Regions from separate parts of the Mus musculus genome. Here regions 2 and 3 are each linked to region 1. The links are chromatin contacts, called in public Hi-C maps. All regions are on one chromosome and are shown on one strand. Each heading gives the region's core, a stretch centred on a gene start, on an enhancer-like site or on the middle of the called end of the contact. The rest is flanking DNA. Distances are from core to core; before and after follow the strand shown.

Region 1 (3,335 bases), core at 325-2,824:
GCTTCCTATGAATAAACCACTACATCCTGGGGCAGGCTCCTGGTTTTCTGTGTTTGGGGCATAAAAAAGTTGTGTATTCTTACATACGCTTTCAACTGATCTCAGACTTTAAGTCGGTATTTCACTCCCCTTGGTTTCAAAAGAGATAGCTAAATCCTGACCGCAGTTACTCTACAGTGAAATGTCTTATTCATATCTAGGCTTCAGCTCGTATTTACAGTGGGACTATTAACCCCTCCATTCTCTTCCAACAAACATGTCAGTTCACTTTTTTTTTTTTTTTTTTTTTTTTTTGGCTGTTGTTATTGTAACAAAATATCTGGGTAGCACATGAAGAAAGAGGTTTACTCACCTGTCAAACAAGGACCCAATCACCTTCTGCTAATCTCAACCGAGAGGCTCAGTTGCTTCCTATCAGGGCTACACTGATGACTACAGAGTTTGAACTCTCAGGAGACACAAACAGAGCACAGCGTGGTAACCAAAGGCTCTCATTTGCTCACACTGCTCTGCTGGCCTAGCCAGAAGACAGACATTCTTATGTTCACTCTGCCATATTTTGTTGGAAGTTAGCTTCTTGGAACCTGGTGGTAGTCATACCAGCACAGTGGCTAAGAAGTGAGACACTTGCTTTTTGCTTTTGCATCTTTTTATATGGGGACTTGTGGTGAAGAGCTTTGCTTTCTATAACGATACAAAGTTAAACATACAAAGAAGTGCTTAAAAAGTTCCAAGGAGCCAAGAAGACTTTCAAGTTTAAGGATAATACAGAGAAATGCTAAAGTGCACAGAAGCAGATCAAATTGTAGAAATTCAAGCAAAGAATGTGAGACAGGTGGACAGAGATGATTAAAACTGGCCCCACCACTGAGGGCTGAGAGGTCTGGCCCAGATAGAAATCCTTTTCCCAGTTCCCTGTCCAGCATATTGTAGATCTAACATTCTCAATTGTTAGAGATAGAAGAAGAGCAGAAATGGCCGCTGCTTCTCCCAGAAGAATTCACATCAATTATGAATGATAAAGCAAAGCAGCAAACACAAAGCAACCCACCACTCCTTAAAATCCAGATTTGGCTTGCATCTCTTCTTAAAGAGGAGGTGAGTTACAATAGAATTGCTTCTGCTCACATCTGTGACATAGAATAGTATCAAGCCCCGGAAAAAATAAAAAGAGTTGCCATGGGGCCTGGGGAGATGGCTCAGAGGATAAAGCTCTGGTCACAAGTGTAAGGACCCAAGTTCAGACCTCCGCACCCACACAGAGCTGATGGCAGTCATGGGGAGCCATCAGGATGTCCAGCCCTGTCCCATGCTGCTGTGAACAGGAGACCCTACCTAAAACAAGGTGGAAGGGAAGGGGACACACTTAAGGTTGTCCTCTGACCTCTGCACATGCGCTGTGGCATCAGTGTAGCAAGACACACAGATATCACACAAATGCACAGCAAAAGAAAGAAACCGTTGCTATGAACCCTTGTACGAGCCGTGAGAACACAAAGGCAGCAGAGACTGGCCTCCCTGCCTTCCCCCAGCCCACGCTCAGCAGATCTCTGGGCGTTGGCAGGGCCTCATGAGTGGGCTGGTCCTCCTTTTTGGTGTTGGCTCTGGACTGCACTGGTCTAATTCACTGCCAATTAATCTTGTCAGGCAGCCTGCTGATGCCAGCTGTAGCTCAAACACCCTCACGGCGAATACCCAGCCCAGTGAGCCTTTGTGTAGCCATCGCTGAAAATGTGAGTAAAAAGTTTTAATTTGGACAAACCCTAGGGCATCTGTTCTTCCTGAAAAAAGAAAAAAGAAAAAAAAAAAAGGTGCAACACTCGGTGTATACATTTTTTTTTTTTTGGTGGAGTTTTTTAAAAATAGAATAATCCAGTTTTGAACACGAGGGAGTTTTGAAAAACCAATTTAAGCATAAATAAGTTCATCAGCTACTCATTGTGCTGTGTAAAGCTTGTGAATTAAAAGAAACATAATGGTCATTAGGAAAAGCATGCCTCCCCCTCCCCCCCATTAGTAGTGTGCGTTGTTTGCTGAGCAGTGGGAGTGTGAATATTTGTACCTGTGTGAAGGAGAGGAGCGCGTAGGTTTGTGGGAAGTGGGTGCGGGTCACCGAGTCAGCGGGCGTGGGCGGAGGCTGGGCGCTGAGTCAGAGGGAGGAGGAGGGCAGGTATGTGTGGGCGGCTGGAGACAGCAGCCACAGCTTTGCATGCGAATGTCTCAAGGAAACAGTCCAAGCATTTTTAAAAAGCCTTAGAAAACTGGGAGTCAAAACTGAAGCAGAGTCCAGCTGACCAGGCTGCTTTACCGATGGATGATCTAAAGTTTTAAAATTATTACTTAAGTTATTTCTGGTCTGTGGCTATTTCTTTTTTTCCGCCTGATAATTGGTGTTGAACATTCCCATGTCTTTTGCAGGGCACTTTTTCTGCCTGTCCTCTCTTGTAAAAGTGACCTCAGAGTTGCCTTTGTGCACAAGTAGGACCCGGGCAGAGCCAGGGATGAGTGGAAGATGAGCTTAGAGTTTCCATCCAAAATAATCCTTAATGCCCTAAAGAGATAGTGTCACTGTTCTAACCTTATATGGGATTTTAAAATCTACTGCATTCAAGCCTGAAATGGCATGGTAACATGAGGCAGACAGGGAGCCATGGTTCATGGAGATAAACTGCCACATGCTGCCTACTGATTTAGGCATGGAGAGAGAACGTAGAAGGACTTGGCTATGGAGTGGGAGTCTGTACAATTAATCAAAAGCAAACGTGGGTGGGACATGGCGCTACCCAGCTGTGATCCCAGCACTGGGAAAGCAGAGGCAGGGGGATCAGGTTAAAGACTGTCTCAGTTTATAGGAAGTTTGAGGCTAACCTGGGGTACGGAAGACCCCATCTTACCACAACCAACAACAACCAAGTTCAGAAAGGGATAAATGCAAGGGTATTGGTCTTTGCCAACAGCGCCCTGCTGAGGTAGGAAGAGTATGGGAACTTCGGGGGCAGAAGTTGAGTAACTGAACGAATGGAGACATGAGGTGCTTGTGTGCCTGATTACAGAACAGAAAGCCCCGCACTGGCACTACTGTTCTTATCTGTGGACAGGTGGGAAGGTGTGGGGGGCACTGAGGCCCTTGTGGAACCGTTGTGAGTTTCCTGGTTGGCAGGGAGCCTGGCCAGTGCAGAGCCTGGCTGAGGATGCCCGCTACCATTTCTGCTGACCTGTCCACAGTCCCTTTGAGCTACTTCAGATGAGCTTGCTGACTGCCAAGTGTCTGAAGGGAGAAAAGAAACTATGGGTCGTCTCTTCATTAGCCAATTCTAAGATTTCTTGTCTTTTTT
Region 2 (3,335 bases), core at 559-3,058, 240 kb before region 1:
GTGAAGACCTTGTCATTCTCATGAGTCTAAGGTATTGGTGTCCTTGATACGGCTACATTATGTCAACAAAACACATTCACTCAGGACTTCACCCATTCTCTACAGCTGAGGACTAGAGGACAATTGGGGAGTTATTGCTTTGTGTCTTTACAGTTTCTGTTAGATGACAAAAAGCTTGAGTGCCAGATCTTGATTGTTGTTTGTCCAACAACAGTATAATTGTATACAGTTGATGTCACTGAATCGTAGACTTAAAAATGGTTATAAGTGGAAACTTGTAGGTTATAGGTACTTTATACAGTAAAAAAGAAATAAAAAAACTAAGCATATAATCCTATTGTTAGCAATTTTTCTAGGTTCTGCCCAATAGTTACCTAGAAATAGCTTGCTTAGCCACCTGCCAGGTATGAGCCTATATGAGTACTATTCAGCACCCTGCCCCCTCTCTCTCTTCTTCTACATGTCCCCAGATGACCTCTTCCTCATCTCCTCTCCATACTTTATAACAAGCTATTGGCTGAGACAACACACACACACACACACACACACACACACACACACACACACACACACACACGAGAACAGGACCAAGGATAGGGAGGGTGATAGTTGATGGAGTCAGGTAACAAATCCTGGGATATCTGACTCCAGAGACCAGCATCAAGTGCAGATCTAAGTTTTTTGCCCAGCACATAAGTTTATATACAGCTTTTGGGCCAATCCCAAGTCTCAAACTCTTGGCTAAACGTATCTTGACACACTGTCACTATGCCCCAATGAAAGCCCTGCCTGATGAGGTAACTCAGATGATGAGGTAACTCAGGAGGAGTTGTGGGAGTACTGTTACTCATGAGGACTTCCATGGAGACCATGGAAGCAGCCATTGCCCTCACCACCACCCCTTTTTGCTGTCTTCCTAGTGTGCTGGCAGCCATCTTAAATCTAATGCCAAGTGCAGCAGATCAGGACTCTTCAAGAAATCACAGGAACCTGTGGCACATTGCTTTTTAACCCACAAGGTTGACCCTCCCCCCAACCCCACACACATACAAATGCACATTCACTCTAAGTATAATTCAGGTACCTAAACAAAAACACCCAGATAAATTTCAGGAGTTACATACCTCTTGATAGAGGCAGTCCTGTAATTCAGATATAGATATGTCTGAGGTAAGCTGTGATCAGGGTCAACTACCCACAGATTATAACATAGCTAAAGAGGTTAGCCAAAAAAAAAAAAAAAAAAAAAAAAGTCCATCTATAGAAAGGCATGTTTAAAAAATAAAAGGAAGCAAAGAGCAGAACACCTGCAAGACATCTCACGGGTAACTGATATTTTAAACTGGTAATTTAACAGTGAAAGGGTTCAGGACATGTAAATAGAGTCACTGATGAGCTCCCGGATGTGGGAGACTCAGAAAGGCGGGCATGCTGAAGGCTAAGAGTTATGTGGAAGGGAGAGATGGGAAGGCACCTAGAAGGATGAATGAGATGAGCAGATGCTTAAAAAACACATTTCATTACAGCGTCTTTATCAGATCCAGGTCATTCTATCCTTTCGTCTGTGCCAGACTGTGGCTGTCAGACATGAACTTGTATTCATTGGTTCTTTATAACTACGCTAGCCCCACCCACCATTTTAGCCCCTCCCACCGATCCCAAGACTACTCCCAGTAGGTTTTCTCAGAAGAGCATAAGCTCTTTTTAAGTACTTCCTGCTGGCTGTTGTGAATCTATCTCATATCTGTACTGCTATGGAAAAGCACCATGCTGCCTGGCAGACAGCCCAGGGCTGTGTTTGGAATGGAAATCTCAGAATAGCTCAAGGTCCTTTACCAAGGTTAGAGTGGCAGATGTGACTGGCTGGGAATGGTGTGAGTCAGGAGCAAATGGCCCGCACTCAAAGTGGCCACTCTGAGGAAAGAAACAGAGCAGTAGGCTGAGGTATGAACACGGCCACCTTGGAAGACTCTTACATCAGCACTGACCTTGGTGGTGTTTCTGATGACAGAGGCTATACCTGAGCAATGTGGTTGCTTACCAGAATATGCCACTGGAGGCTGCCAGGAAATCACGAGGGAGGCACCTGGCCTTGGAACGACCCTCTCTCCTCCACCTGAAACCTCTTCATATTCACTCTATTTCCCAAGGGACTAATATCCTAGCTTAAAATCCCAAGTGATTATGAGGGCTGCCCTTGTATTGTCTGTTAGGAAAGAAAACTCAATTTTCTCTTAGTCAACAATATTGGAATGAACTATAGATGGCTGTCAGCCTTTCTTGTACTCTGCTGCTGCCTTTGAAAATTCAAGAAGTTCCAAGGCCAGTCCTAGGTGCTATAATTCAGTAAATACTTGATGCTCCCTTTATATTGTGTTTCTCTGAATTTCATAATTTTCTGAAAAGTATACATTTTGGCCTTTTTCCCCTAGAAAACCAAGACTGGCTTTGGATTTTGACTGTAAGCAACAACTTTGGAAGGCTATATGATTTTAATTAGCTTATAGGTGAGAATAACAGCTAAACAAATACTGATACATTTGAGGATGTGTGATTTTTGCCAAGTGACCTTTTGTAGTTCCTCTTGTCACTATGACTATTGAAGATGACAGCTTTCCCCATCTTTCAACTGCTATAAATGCACATTACAGGTTATTCAAAATACATCATGGTAGTTTTTAGAGGAAATTGTCACATCTGGCTCTTCATTGCACTTTGAGTTCAACCACAGTAGAAACAGTGTTTTGTCTTTGAAAATAACATAACTTCTGTAAGCATCATGCATGGATGACTCCAAGAAGAATAGTGAACTTAAGAGCTGACAGCTCCCTTGACAGCACGCTGACTTTTTCTGGAGAAAATTAAGTAAAAGAAAAGGCAGAAGCTCATGCCTCCTCCCAGGTATGACACAGATTTAAGGCTTGACGTGGGGCATCTAAGAAAGGATTTTTACATGATTTTATATAAATCTCATGCCCACCTACACAAGAATAGCACATCTTTGCTCTGCAGGTTTCCTATTCAAAGGAAAGAGAGCCAACCATTGGCATAGGAAGGGCAGTGAGGAGTGAACCATGGCCTTTCCAAATGATGGAAATTTGGAGCAGAGGCAGGGGCATTTCTCTCAATAGCACACTCTGGACTCCTTTAGAGGTTCAGGCAATGACCATGGAAGACAGTTCATTGCTTGTTATCTTAAGCCAGTGTGAGTAACCAGGCAGGATTTCTGGATTTTGTTTTTGTTTGATGTATGGATTAAAACTTAGTGTTTTTAAATATGAGATATTTTTATAATCATAAAAATCTTATTTTTAGACAGATAACACTAGTTTATA
Region 3 (3,335 bases), core at 573-3,072, 160 kb before region 1:
CCAGCCCTGAGAGTTGTGAAATCAGACCCTTAACTCATTATAGTAGTAAAGGTGGCTGCTTCTCAGTACAGTGATCAAGAAAGCTCTTCCTCATTCTGACCCCCATCTTTGAAGGGTTTGCCCGGTGCTGGCAACTTCTGCTGAGTTGTCTGGCTCAGCAGGCTCTCTGCTTGTGACGTCTCACAGATCATACATTGGTTCTCCTCTGATTGTTCTAAGGATGCAGCTGAAGATCTCAGGTGATTTCTGAGCTGGTTTCCATCCTTAAGATGGTTCTAAAAATGTGCTTTCTGTAAAAATATCTCCTTGAGCTGAGCATAGCGACAGAGGCCTGTAATTCAACTACTAGGCGGAAAGGAACTCAGCTGGAGGGCAGCAGAGGCTACAGAGTGGATTCGGGGGCAGCTTGGGCAAATTGGTGAGGACAGGAAACAAAATAAAAAGTAAAAAGAGGGCTGGGGACAGTTCATCTATGAATGAAAATGACATGTCTGCCATAGGGTGCTACACAGCTTACATTATCAAACTGGAAACACAAGTGCTTGCACATGTGGCAGGCTAGAATTTAGAGAGTCTCATAAACAATTCTTATCATTTCATTGATTTTATAAACTAAACACAAAGTTGGCCTAAGATAAACCTTCCAAAGCCATTAATGAACTGCTGTCTCTGTGAGCTGTAGATTTTTTTGTCTTTCTAATTTTGATGTTGCTTCTTGATTATAATAGTTATCATCAAAAGAAATTGGTGCTGTATAAACATGTCTCCTAATTAGCCAATTGTCTTCAGAGAGGTTCATGCTAAGAGTGTTCTGAGGAAGAAATTTCTGTACTTGACACTTGTGGGTGGTGATGTAGCCCATCTCACACCAGAGGTTCTTCGTGGGTCATCTACCTTAGCCCTTCAGAACCTCTGACCATGACTGATTAGCACCATGCTGGCTCTAGATTTTGGCCCTCAGTCTGCCATTGAACCTCCACATCCATCTGGATACTGGATTTAGCACCTGAGAGTCTTAAAGGCAAAGTTTTCGTGTCTGGGCCTGGAGCATCAACCATGGATGAGAAGAGATGCACAGCTCCTGAGCACTAACCACACTGTATGGGAGTCTGCAATTTTGCCCATTTCTGGCTTCCTTGGGGATGTATAGATAGTGTATGATTTGGATGTATGGTATCTTCCATGTGGTAAGGGCTTCCTCTCCAGCTAGTGGCTATTCAGAGATAAATGGACCATGAGGAACCAACCTCATCAGTGCAGTACTCCACTAATGAGTGATAGTTTGAGGGCATCTTGAGGAAGTGGTGAAAACTTAGGAGACAGGACTAGTTAAAGGACGCCAGATGCTGCTGGGGGTGAGGCATGCTCTGCAAAGGTCTATTTTGTTACCTTCATCTCCAGTTTCTCTCCATTTCTCGTCTGCCAGAAGGTGGTGTGACTTGACTCCATCAAATACTTCCTGACAGGGTTTCTTTCTCAAAATGCTCAGCCCAGAAGCTGCAAAGCTACAGAAACATGAACTAAAACTTCTAAAACGGTGTGCCCCTATGGTGCCTCCTCCCTAAGTGCTTTCTTCAGGTGTGCTGTGACCAGGGTGGAGAGTGACTAACTCAGGCACCACGTAGGTGAGATCAGCGACACCCACAGGCTTCTTAAGTCTAATCCATGGGTGAGCAGATAAAGACAGATCCTTCTCCCTCTGGGAGATTTGATCCAATCTGGTTTAGGAGAAAGGATTTGCAGGAAATAGGATTCCTTCCCATCTGGTGGTTCTACGTCTTATTCTTATCAGTGCTTGCAACTATAGAACAAAGTTATTTTGGGGAGGATTTGTAGTGTACAGCGTGATTCCTTCAGGGTGAGCAAGCAGGGATATTTATAGCTGCCTCGTTTTGTTGCTTTAATTTATGTATCTGAAAGAGTCTGCTCTAATTGTGGGTGATTATCAGGAGGGAACTATGTTCTCGTGTGCCTCAGGGGATTGTTTGTGGGCTTATAGTTTTAAATAGCTCACTTATTCCCCAGTGGGTAGAAAAATCAATTTTATGGATCTTCAAACATAGATGAGCACCACCGTGAATAATAAAGCTAAATATTAAAGTGTTATTAGTGCATTCTACATCTGCTTTATAGGTTTCTCTTTTAGTCTAGAATCACTATATTATATTAAGTACTTTCAAGAGTATTGCTTGCATAATGTAATACAAAGGGGAATTTCAACACACGGTATGGGTTACTAGACTAATTGAGAGTGGTTGTGCCGTGATGGCGGAGACACAGTCCCAAGCAATGAAGACCCTTAAGGCCTGAGGAATGGCAGGACTGTTTACACTATCTGCAAATGGCCTTTTGGAAACATTATGTGCCCAAGAAAAGCTTACGAACTATTTCAAAGCATTTGGTACATGTACCCCCTCCAATCCAGTCCTCATGATAGAGTTGTTTTGTTTTTTTTTGTTTTTGTTTTGTTTTATCAAAAATTATTAAATGGAAAAAAATGAAGGTAATTCTTAAAAACTGAAATGCCATGGTGTTTGTTTTGTTTTGTTTTGTTTTGTTTGTTTTTTGCTAGTTTCAGATTATACTTAGAAACCCCTGTCTGTGTAGCACTGAGAGTTAGGGATTTGGGGGTAGCCACTAGATAGTCCCAGATGCCAGGGAAGCAAGAGGCTCCCAGGACACAACGGGGATGACTTTAACTGAAGTACCCAACAAAGGGGAGAGAGAACCTGTAGAGACCACCTCCATAAATAGGCACTGCCCCCAGTTGAGGGATGGGGTGACTCACCCGTCTCAAAAATATCAACTCAGAATTGCTTTTGTCTAAAGGAAATGCAGGGACAAAAACTGGAGCAGAGTCTGAAGAAAAGGCCATCCAGAGACTGCCCTACTTAGGGATCCATCCCATCTGCAGACACCAAACCCAGACACTATGGCTGATGCCAAGAAGCGCTTGCTAACAGGAGCCTGGTTTAGCTGTCCCCTGAGAGGCTTTGCCAGGTGAGGGCTACTAATAGAGATTCGAATGCTTGTAGCTGACCATCAAACTGAGCACAAGGACCCCAGTGGAGGAGTTAGGGGAAGGACTGAAGGAGCTGAAGGGGTTTGCAACCCCATAGGAAGAACAACAATATCAACCAACTAGACTCTCCAGAGCTCCCAGGGACTAAACCACCAACCAAAGAGTACACATGGAGGGATCCATTGCTCCAGCCAAATATGTAGCAGAGAATTGACTTATTTGGAATCAATGAGAGGGAAGGCCCTTGGCCCTGTGGAGGCTCAATTCCCCAGTGTTGGGGAATGATAGGGTGGTAAGGGTGGGTGGGGGAGCA

What was found. Hi-C and Micro-C count contacts between places; a contact is called where the count stands out from the background.
Region 2: a contact with region 1 is called in a Hi-C map of Sertoli cells, with 2.4 times the contacts expected there. The contact joins two enhancer-like sites. A contact is called at or near these places in 2 of 484 Hi-C or Micro-C datasets (Sertoli cells and bone marrow-derived macrophages) and 4 of 115 datasets of contacts at active chromatin or transcription factors (CD8 T cells, astrocytes, embryonic stem cells and 1 more).
Region 3: a contact with region 1 is called in a Hi-C map of cortical neurons, with 2.2 times the contacts expected there. The contact joins two enhancer-like sites. A contact is called at or near these places in 6 of 39 promoter capture datasets (the 3T3-L1 cell line, the C10 cell line, embryonic stem cells and 2 more), 1 of 484 Hi-C or Micro-C datasets (cortical neurons) and 3 of 115 datasets of contacts at active chromatin or transcription factors (CD8 T cells, fibro-adipogenic progenitors and heart atrium).

What each region holds. Positions count from the first base shown.
Region 1 is chr1:52,595,872-52,599,206 of GRCm38.p6, forward strand. It overlaps a transcript of Nemp2 not described here. Among named protein-coding and RNA genes, the nearest start is that of Gm28178, 17 kb to the left of the region's middle. Within about 2 kb of position 1,575, at least 161 of the 459 cell types and tissues checked have an H3K27ac peak or open chromatin away from gene starts, as enhancers often do. A contact at or near this core is called in Sertoli cells and cortical neurons, where this site is marked.
Region 2 is chr1:52,352,608-52,355,942 of GRCm38.p6, forward strand. The region is part of intron 1 of Gm31955 (a long non-coding RNA gene); the gene reads left to right. Among named protein-coding and RNA genes, the nearest start is that of Gm31955, 49 kb to the left of the region's middle. Within about 2 kb of position 1,809, at least 29 of the 459 cell types and tissues checked have an H3K27ac peak or open chromatin away from gene starts, as enhancers often do. A contact at or near this core is called in Sertoli cells, where this site is marked.
Region 3 is chr1:52,434,254-52,437,588 of GRCm38.p6, forward strand. No RefSeq gene overlaps it. Among named protein-coding and RNA genes, the nearest start is that of Gm23460, 8.6 kb to the right of the region's middle. Within about 2 kb of position 1,823, at least 15 of the 459 cell types and tissues checked have an H3K27ac peak or open chromatin away from gene starts, as enhancers often do. A contact at or near this core is called in cortical neurons, where this site is marked.